Regions from separate parts of the Mus musculus genome. Here region 2 is linked to region 1. Evidence: chromatin contacts called from public promoter capture Hi-C data. All regions are on one chromosome and are shown on one strand. The core of a region is the stretch at or near the end of the contact, and the rest is flanking DNA. Distances in the headings are between cores, read along the strand shown. Region 1 holds the start of Hif3a (hypoxia inducible factor 3, alpha subunit). Region 2 holds the start of Irf2bp1 (interferon regulatory factor 2 binding protein 1).

Region 1 (4,813 bases), core at 893-3,392:
GGGTGAGGCCTGGGAAGGGGGACTTGGGGCCCAGTGGTGTCTTAGCCAAGAGAGAAAAGACCCCATCTCTTTCTCACCCCGAACAGCTCAGGGAATTAAGACATTAAGAATTTTCACATTCTGAGCTTCTCTCTGACTCTTAGCTGGGTACTGGGGGGTGGAGGGGCTTGCCAAAACTGTAGAGGGTTTGAGGTGCACTGGGGGCTTAGCTTTACATCTGACCCCTTTGATATTGCTTGGAGGTGACCTGAGAGGCCAGGGGACAAGGTTTGGGTTGGAGAAAGGACTTAAGGTAGGGGTCAGTGGGGAGTCTCTCTGACCTTGATCCAACTTGTTCTCATGTCATTCGGTGGGGTGTCTAGCCATCTGTCCTGTTTTTCCCGGAAACCCTGCTCTCAGGTGGGTATTCAGGGCAGTGTGCTCATTCTTGATCTCCTATGAATACTCCCCACAAAGAGTAAGATGGCTTGGAGACGGAAGCTAGAAGAAAGAAAGGGGCACACGGCGCCAGAGGTAACCACTCACCCTCACCCAAGCCCCCTCTGATGCCAACTGTCATCCTGGGGGTGCAGGAGGGGCCCGGAGCTCAGCTGTGAGGCGGGTGCAAGTTGGATGTGCGGCCGCGTGGGATGACACCACAGGAAAGGGCTGGCCTTGGGTGCTAACGGGAGGAGGAGTGGGGGGGGGGGAGCGATGACACCCTAGTTAAGTTAGGAGAGGGCCCTCACACAACCATAAAGGGGCGCTGTCACGAGCGGCACCAGGGATGGCCTAGAAGGGGTGGGGACTGAGTTCCCGGGTGGGCTCAGGGCCAGAAGTTGGAATAGATGGGCCAGACAGGGCCAGAAAAAGGGCGAGCCTGGGTGGGTTGAGGTAGGGGGTAAAAACTGGGTGTAGAGAAAAACCAATCAGATCTCGGAAGCCAGGGAGGAGGGACAGGGGTGAGGCTTGAGGGATGCCCCAATTTAGACAGGGAATACCAAGAGTCTAGGAAATTTTTCTGGGGTCTCCCGTGGCAACCTGGCGAAATGGGCTCCACTGGCTATGGTCCCAAAGCCTCTGCACCTGTTGCAAGGTGAACACAGAACCCGCTTCTTCCTAGGATAACCCCAGCTGTGTCCAGCCACAGGAGGGCGCTGCCTTCCCTTGATTAGCCAGGGCATCTTTCGGAAGGATGTCTCTCAAATAGGGTTTGGGTGGGGCCCTCCTCCCTCAATTACAGACTGGGTCCAGGCAGATGAAATTGACACAGAACCAGATCGCAGGAAGTGGCTCAGATTTGTTCTGTTGGTACTGAAAAGGAGCGACCCTACTTATTTAATGCTGTTTTTTGAGACAAGAAAATGTAGACCAAAGCTGGTCTGGAACTTGCCATGTAGGCCAGGCTGGCTTTGAAAGCATCAATCTCCTATAGCTTTCCAAGTGCTGGGTTTACAGGCATGAATCTCCTTCCCCAGCTATCATTCCACTCTTTGAAAGGCAAAAAGACCTTGGTTAGGTCCCACACAGCCTCTAATGAGGACCTCCCTATCCCCATGTCATTTTAGAGCATTTTGAAGCTTGGGAGACTGTTAGAAAGGGCATGGTAAAATTAACCTCTCTCCTGGAATTCAGAAATAGTGTCTTTCAGGGACTCCCTAGAAACTCCAGTTTGGGGATCCCTTATTAACACCACAAGAGCTAGACTGCCAAGGAAGACTCCTTTCAGGGATTTGGAGGAAAAGACTTTTTTGGAAGAAGTCTTCCTTGCTCAAACGCGACCACCTCCAATCCATAAGGAACTTGGAGTTTCACCCCCAGCCAGATGGAGGATTGAACCCGATGTATCTGGAAATTGCAGCTCATAACCCCAAAGCAGTTCCAGGGGAGGGGGGCGGGACAGCTGGAGCTCTGGGGGTAAATCCCTGATACCCTGAAAACCTCTAAGGTGGAGGGTGCATCGGGATGTGTCCCCAATCGGGCGCCTCACAGTGTCCTCAACTTGAGCCACACCCCAGAGATGAGGGGTTCCCTTAAAGCTCCGTCAAAGAGAGCCCCCAGACCCCACCATCCTATCCCCGAAGCCCTGTACCTCACGCGCTGCAGCCCCAACGCCATGGCTCGCCCTTCGCGGTTCCAGAGCCCTCGATGCCCAGCGTCCCCCTCCCCTGCCTGTGTGAGCCCCCTCCCCAGCTCCACCTCTGCCACTCCATTGGCTGGTCTTTGCCCAGCCCGCGGCTCTGATTGGAAGGTGGGCTTGTTGCTCCCGAGAAGGAGGAGGGACTAAAGGAGAAGACTTGGAACTTCAAGGGGTTGGGGAATCCGATGTAATGCACACCCCCAGCCACGCCCCTGCCCCAGACTTCCTTGGCAGTCCGGAGCCCGCCGGGCGTGATTTCCCTCCAGTCTCTGAACTTCCATATGTACACTTCTGAACCATCTGATTCACTGTTCTCTGTGTCCCAGTTCCTGTCGCAGTCTCTGCCTTCACTCCCACCTTTCCCAACCCCCTCTCCTTTCTCCCGCTCTGTCCTTTTCTTGACGTACCAAGTCCCCACTTCTCTCCACCCCGAACTCTACTTCACCTGTATTTCATAACCCCTTTCTTTGCCATACCCCATGTCCCTCCACTGTGTGGCCCCACTGTGGACCCCGCCTCCCAGAATCTTCCTTGTCCACCCGTCTCCACCCCATCCTGACCCGTGGCCTCTCTTAACTCCCTGTGCAGGTTCCTGCGGATGAATAATTAAGCTTCTGTCAAGTAAATATGCTTTAGCTTCATCACACCCACTTGTAAAGGGAACAGAGAACCGATGAGAGATACGTGCGCAGTGACATGGACAGGTGGAAGACGGTACAGCTGGGTAAGGAAGAGGAAGGAAGTTCCTGTGTAGGCTGGAGAGGGCGTGGACACTAAGGACAGGGGTGAAGGAGCAGTGTTCCTTCCGTATGCAGGTTTGGGTACACTCTACACTGCGGCAGAAATGGATTTATTGTTTTTGAGTTATTGGGCAAGCTCCATCTTAGGACTTTCACACATAACTGCGCACTCTCTTTAGAGTGCTCTTCTCGGCTAGACGGTTGGCTCCAGGTTTAAGGCCCTTGCTGCCAACCCTGAAGACCAGTGTTCAATCCCCAGGCCCTCCCCCCTCCCCCCACATCGTGGAAGGCAAGGTCTTTGATTTATCTGCGCGCACGCGCGCACACACACACACACACACACACACACACACACATACACACACCACACGTAAAATGTAATAAAAAACTTAAAAAAATTCTCCTCTAAAAATCCACATGGCTCCCCACCTCAACTCAGGAAAATAGTAAGCTGTCTCCTCCCATTGCCTTCTCTTCTCCATCTTCCTTCTCCTCTTCTTTCTCCTTCCTCTTTCTTCCTCCTCTTCTCCATTTTATTTTCAGATGGGGTCTCATGTAACCCCGTCAAGACTGGCCAGCAAGAGCTGGCCTTGAACTTCTATCCTCCTGCCTTCACCTTCCAAGTGGATTACAGGTGTGTACCATTATGCCCAGCTCCCATGCCATTTAGTTTCAGTTGATTTTATTTGAATAAATCTGACTATATCCATGCTATCAGCAACTCCAGGGAAGAAGGCAAAATCCAGACAGAGCCAATCACTGTAGGACTTCCTTGGCCACAGTGATTACCAGTTTTGGGAAGATATATGAACCAAACTAGTATAGTGAAGATTAACTCTGAGGACTTTGCTGTAACTGTCAGGAGAGAGGGTTTATTTATTTCTTATTGTTTTATTGTGTTTATAGCACAGAGGATTGAATTTGGGACAAACTCAACCAGAACCATACATATCCCCAGCTCTTCACTGTGATATTGAGATTCTAGGCAGGGGCTCTACCACTGAGCCACGCCCCCAGCCCCTCACTGGGGGATTCTAGGCAGGGGCTCTACCACTGAGCCACGCCCCCAGCCCCTCACTGGGGGATTCTAGACAGGGGCTCTACCACTGAGCCACACCCCCAGCCCCTCACTGGGGGATTCTAGGCAGGGGCTCTACCACTGAGCCACGCCCCCAGCCCCTCACTGGGGGATTCTAGACAGGGGCTCTACCACTGAGCCACACCCCCAGCCCCTCACTGGGGGATTCTAGGCAGGGGCTCTACCACTGAGCCACGCCCCCAGCCCCTCACTGGGGGATTCTAGGCAGATGCTCTACCACTGAGCCACGCCCCAGCCCTTCACTGGGGCATTCTAGGCAGGGGCTCTGCCACTGAGCCACACCCTAACCCCTCACTGGGGGATTCTAAGCAGGAGACAGGGGCACTACCACCAAGTCTGAGCTCCATTGTTCTTTTTAGCAATCTGGCTCGCAAAGCAACTACCCTACGCGTGTATTATATTTCACAATAATAAAAAAATGACTTGACAGTAATTGTCATTGAGGAGCGCTGAGTTAACTGGAGGTCACAACTGAAAGCAGAGAGCTGAAATCCTCAAAATAGAATGTGCAGGTCTGTGAGGGGTGCTCTGGGGCATGTTCAGTGATCCTCCCACCCTCATTGCTCTCCAAAGCTGTTTTTATAACACTAGTAAGATGCTCTTGCCTCACTCTTCTCCCCCTGTACACTGACAGTTTCCATGGTCACGGATATGTGATAGGAAACTTGCTCTGATGTTATATTTTATTATTATAAATGTAATTTTAAAAGAATTCCACACAATGGATTGGTGTCAAACTGATTCCTTTTCAGTTTTTCTTTTCTTTTGATTTCTTTGTTTCTTTTCTTTTTTTGATTTTTGAGATAGGATTTCTCTGTGTAGCCCTGGCTGTCCTGGAACTCACTCTGTAGACCA
Region 2 (4,813 bases), core at 1,657-4,156, 1.9 Mb after region 1:
GTCTCCGTGAAATCTACCCTTGTCCAAGCTCCTGCCTGCAACCCCTCTCCCTGCTTGGCGCAGGCGCAGTCGAGGAGGAAGATGCTCTTTGCCTATCCCAGCTGCACCCTGGCTTCCTGCTCTAGGGGCGTGAGCACCCCACTTCCTGTGCTAGTTAGTGCCTGATTCTCTGGGCGAGTCCCCGGGTGGACTCCCTCAGCCCCTTTCTCTGGTACAGTGGTGTCCGCCTGACTGCCTCCTGTAACCCCAACTTCTAAGCCATCAATTTTATGTTACTATATTGCCCTTTGTGGGGTGGGAGGGGGACCTCCTGGCTCTGCGACATGCTCCTTTGCCTAATAGTTACTGTTCATGACTTAAAGAGAAGCAACGTGTGGGGACCTCCCTACTCCCCCAGCCCAGACTTCTTCGGAAGGGTTGGCAGTTGCTAGACAAATCAGAATATAGAAGGCAGAGGACTCCGAGGAGGAGGCAGAATTCTGACTGGGGGAGGTATAGGTTGGGTCCTTTGCCTCTCATTGCTGCGAGGTGTGTCTGACCTCCGGAGCTCAGCCCCTCCCTTCCTTTCTCCTCAGTGCTGACAAGATGTCAATAAACTTATTTTCATACAATTAACTTGAGGCTCTGAGACAGGCCTTGGGAGTCCAGCACTTAGGGACTGCTCCACCCCGCCCCAGAGGACATGCCTCCTGAACTTGAGGCAGGTGATTGCCCCTCTAAAAGCCTTAACTAACCCTGGTGCAGAAGCACACACTTGAAGGTTGCAACAAACAGAGTTTATCTAGGTCTGTTAAGAGCAGTTCAATAAAGTAATTGGGTAGTTAACTCAGGCAAGGACAGAGACGGGGCAGAACGAAAAATAGGCTTTTACAGCCTTAAAGAGCCTATCAAGGGATCATGGCTCATACTTGCCATTCCTGTACTAGGGAGGCTTGCTGTGAGTTCAAGGCTAACCTGTGCTTCAGAGACCTATCGTTAGAAAAAGGAAAAATAAATAAAGCCAGGCATGGTTAATGTATTTTTGAAATCTCAGCCCCCAGGAGGTTAAGGAAGGAGGACCCAGAGCTCAGGCCAGCCAGCCTGGACCACCTAGTGAGGCCCAGTTTCAAAATTAAAAATACAGGCTGGTAGTACATCTCAGCACTAGAGCACTTAGCATAAGGCCCTGGATTCCATCCCAGTACCACGTATAAGCAGGAGAAAGTAAATAAACAGTAGTACAGGAAACCTATGGTTGTGAACATAGTATCTCCCAGGAAACGATAAAAATAGGCAATTTGTTTAAGGGAGAAGTGTTAAAACAGTAATGCAGGTGGTAGTTAAATTGTAACGCTGAAATAGAAAGCCAGGGCTGCTGTGACTACTCTGGGGTGGGGGTGAGAAAACCACCAAGCCTCCACTAAGTGCAAACCTGGAAGAACGCAAAGAAGACACTGGGGGGGGGGGGGGGAATTGAGACCACCAGCGGGGATCCAGGCCAAGTGAGGGGAAAGGGCTGATGTGAGCTAGGTCCTGGAGACATATGTCGCTTCTCCTAGCTCCCCCCACCCCCCCAAAAAAGCTAAAAACATGGGGTGCCCACAGCCGATTGGGCCCACCAGGCCATTAAGCACTTGGAGGTTTGGGGTTGCCCTTCCCAGCAATCTCCTCTTGGCTTCCTCATTCCAAATATAAGAGTAATAAGAGCCCCCTAACCTGGGGGGTGGGGGTGGAGGGAGAGGGCGAAATTCCCTGCTAGCAAGGGGGGGGGGCAAGAATCGGGAAGGCCTTCCCCCCCCAAGCTTCCAAGCAGAGGAAGTACGTCAGTGCGTCCATCTCGCAGAGCATTTTGGGAATTGTAGTGAAATTGGAGGTGTACCGAGAAGCCAACTCTGTAACCCTTTAGAGACCAAATACGTGCACAGCTGGAGCAGAATTGGCAGGCTCAGAGAACGTTCTTTAGCAGATGAGGAAACTAAGGCAGCCGCCTGGCTCGGAAGCCTACAGTCTTATCATCCTGTAGCCTCTGGGCCGCCCTTGAGGCTAGTACCTAAGACACTGGGAAGGACAAACTGCCAAGTAGACACTACTCTCCAAGAGTTGCCTGAAACCATCCCCTTGAAACCGTCCAATCAGAGCCTCTCCGCCCCAATTCCCCCAAAGCTGCTGCCTTTCTAACCGGTTATTGGCCCTTCTTGAAGGGGCGGGATTCTAAGAGAGGGCAAGACTCTTCTAGAACTGCTCAGCAAATCAGAGCAGAAACTGCTTTCCGGCTTCTGGGTATGGTGTCGGGACTGTAAACCCACAAGGAGGCTGAAGCAGGGAGATTGCAGCAAGTTTGAGGCCAGCCTAGACTACATAGGCTAGCCTTCTAGGCCAACCTGAGCTAAAGAATAAATCTAAGTCTTAAGAAAGAAAGAGGGGGGGCTGGTGAGATGGCTCAGTGGGTAAGAGCACCCGACTGCTCTTCCGAAGGTCAGGAGTTCAAATCCCAGCAACCACATGGTGGCTCACAACCATCCGTAACGAGATCTGACTCCCTCTTCTGGAGTGTCTGAGGACAGCTGCAGTGTACTTACATATAATAAATAAATAAATAAATAAATCTAAAAAAAAAAAAAAAAGATTGTTTAAAAAAAAAAAAAAGAAAGAAAGAGGGGGCGGGGAAAGGGGGGAAATTGCATCCACAGCAACTTGGCCACCCGAGCATTTATGAAACCATTACCCACTCCATGGACCCTGTGTGCGAACCCCAGCTTCCTGGCGAGGCACAGTGAAAATTAAGCACCCAGACCAGCGCGCGCCCTCTTTTCCCGCCACTGCTTTCTACCCAGTCCCCTTTAAGAAGCAGCCCCGACGGGACTACATTTCCCAGAAGGCTTTGCCCGCGCGTTATGTAACTTTCCCTGCGAAGCGGCCTCTGGGGCAGAAGAAGGAGGTGGAGGCGACGGCGGCCGTTGCAGCGGCGTCGGCGGCGCGAGCGGAGCGGCGGGAGCCTGGGGCGGCGGCGCCCGAGGCCCATCGAGGAGCTGGAGCTGTGCATCGCGGCTCACGGCGCGGACCGGACGGGGGCGCCGACGTGCGTGCTCGTGGCTTGCCTTTTCCACCGGAGGCGGGAGTGAGAGAGAGAGGAAAAAAAAGGCTGAGGGCCCAGGGGGCGGGGAAGGGGGGCCGGGCCTGAATCCGGCGGGGAGGCCGAGCCCGAGGCCGGATTGAGCGGCTCGCGCGCCCGTCCCGGGGCACGGCGGAGCGAACGTGGGCGGCGGGTGCACAGCAGGGGCACCTGGCGGCGTTCCGGGGGGCGCCATGGCGTCCGTGCAAGCGTCCCGCCGCCAGTGGTGCTACCTGTGCGACCTGCCCAAGATGCCGTGGGCCATGGTGTGGGACTTCAGCGAGGCTGTGTGCCGCGGGTGCGTGAATTTCGAGGGCGCGGACCGCATCGAGCTGCTCATCGACGCCGCCCGCCAGCTCAAGCGCAGCCACGTGCTCCCCGAGGGCCGCTCGCCCGGACCCCCGGCTCTCAAGCACCCGACTTCCAAGGACCTAGCCTCCACGGGCTCCCAGGGCTCCCAGTTGCCACCCCCGCAGGCCCAGGCGCAGCCATCGGGGACCGGCGGTAGCGTCTCAGGCCCGGACCGCTATGACAGGGCTACTTCATCCAGCCGCCTGGCGCTGCCTTCGCCGGCTTTGGAGTACACCCTGGGGTCCCGCTTGGCCAACGGGCTGGGCCGCGAGGAGGCCGTGGCGGAAGGGGCACGCAGGGCTTTGCTTGGCTCCATCCCCAGCTTGATGCCCCCCGGGCTGCTGGCAGCTGCAGTGTCTGGCCTTGGAGGCCGAGCTCTGACGCTGGCACCTGGCTTAAGCCCCGCTCGTCCACTTTTCGGCTCCGATTTCGAGAAGGAGAAGCAGCAGAGGAATGCGGACTGCTTGGCAGAACTGAACGAGGCCATGCGGGGCCGGGCGGAGGAGTGGCATGGGCGTCCCAAGGCTGTAAGGGAACAGCTACTGGCTCTGTCCGCCTGTGCCCCTTTCAATGTTCGATTCAAGAAGGACCACGGGCTGGTGGGACGGGTGTTCGCCTTTGATGCCACTGCCCGCCCTCCGGGCTATGAGTTCGAGCTGAAGCTCTTCACCGAATACCCCTGTGGTTCTGGCAATGTTTACGCGGGGGTCCTTGCAGTGGCTCGCCAGATGTTTCATGATGCTCTTCGAGAGCCAGGGAAGGCCCTGGCCTCATCGGGCTTCAAGTACCTCGAGTATGAACGGCGCCATGGTTCAGGGGAATGGCGCCAGTTAGGAGAGCTGCTTACGGATGGGGTCCGCAGCTTCCGAGAGCCTGCTCCTGCGGAGGCCCTGCCCCAGCAGTACCCAGAACCGGCCCCTGCTGCTCTGTGTGGCCCACCTCCAAGAGCCCCATCCCGAAACCTGGCGCCCACTCCACGCCGTCGCAAAGCATCCCCTGAGCCCGAGGGCGAGACAGCTGGGAAGATGACCACGGAGGAGCAGCAACAGCGGCACTGGGTGGCGCCAGGCGGTCCATACTCTTCAGAGACCCCTGGTGTGCCCTCACCTATTGCTGCCCTCAAGAATGTGGCCGAGGCTCTGGGCCACTCACCCAAGGACCCTGGTGGGGGTGGAGGCTCTGTCCGCGCAGGGGGTGCTAGCCCCGCGGCTTCCTCCACAACCCAACCACCGGCCCAGCATCGTTTGGTGGCACGCAATGGAGAGGCAGAAGTCAGCCCCACTGCCGGGGCTGAAGCTGTCAGCGGGGGTGGTAGCGGCACAGGGGCGACCCCTGGAGCCCCCTTGTGCTGTACCCTGTGCAGAGAAAGGC

The links. Promoter capture Hi-C pulls out the DNA fragments that hold promoters and counts their contacts.
Region 2: a contact with region 1 is called in a promoter capture Hi-C map of hippocampal neurons, with 9 times the contacts expected there. The contact joins the promoter of Irf2bp1 here to the promoter of Hif3a in region 1. A contact is called at or near these places in 9 of 39 promoter capture datasets (the 3T3-L1 cell line, the C10 cell line, the HPC-7 cell line and 4 more), 3 of 484 Hi-C or Micro-C datasets (the AML12 cell line, hematopoietic stem and progenitor cells and nephron progenitors) and 7 of 115 datasets of contacts at active chromatin or transcription factors (astrocytes, embryonic stem cells, forebrain and 2 more).

Annotation. Positions count from the first base shown.
Region 1 is chr7:17,060,285-17,065,097 of GRCm38.p6, forward strand. Hif3a (hypoxia inducible factor 3, alpha subunit) reads right to left here and starts at 2,143. Exons shown (of 15, transcript NM_001162950.1): 1 at 2,072-2,143. The coding sequence starts at 2,097.
Region 2 is chr7:19,001,152-19,005,964 of GRCm38.p6, forward strand. Irf2bp1 (interferon regulatory factor 2 binding protein 1) reads left to right here and starts at 2,907. Exons shown (of 1, transcript NM_178757.4): 1 at 2,907-4,813. The coding sequence starts at 3,286. It overlaps Mypop (Myb-related transcription factor, partner of profilin), which reads left to right. Exons shown (of 3, transcript NM_145579.3): 3 at 1-615. The coding sequence ends at 10.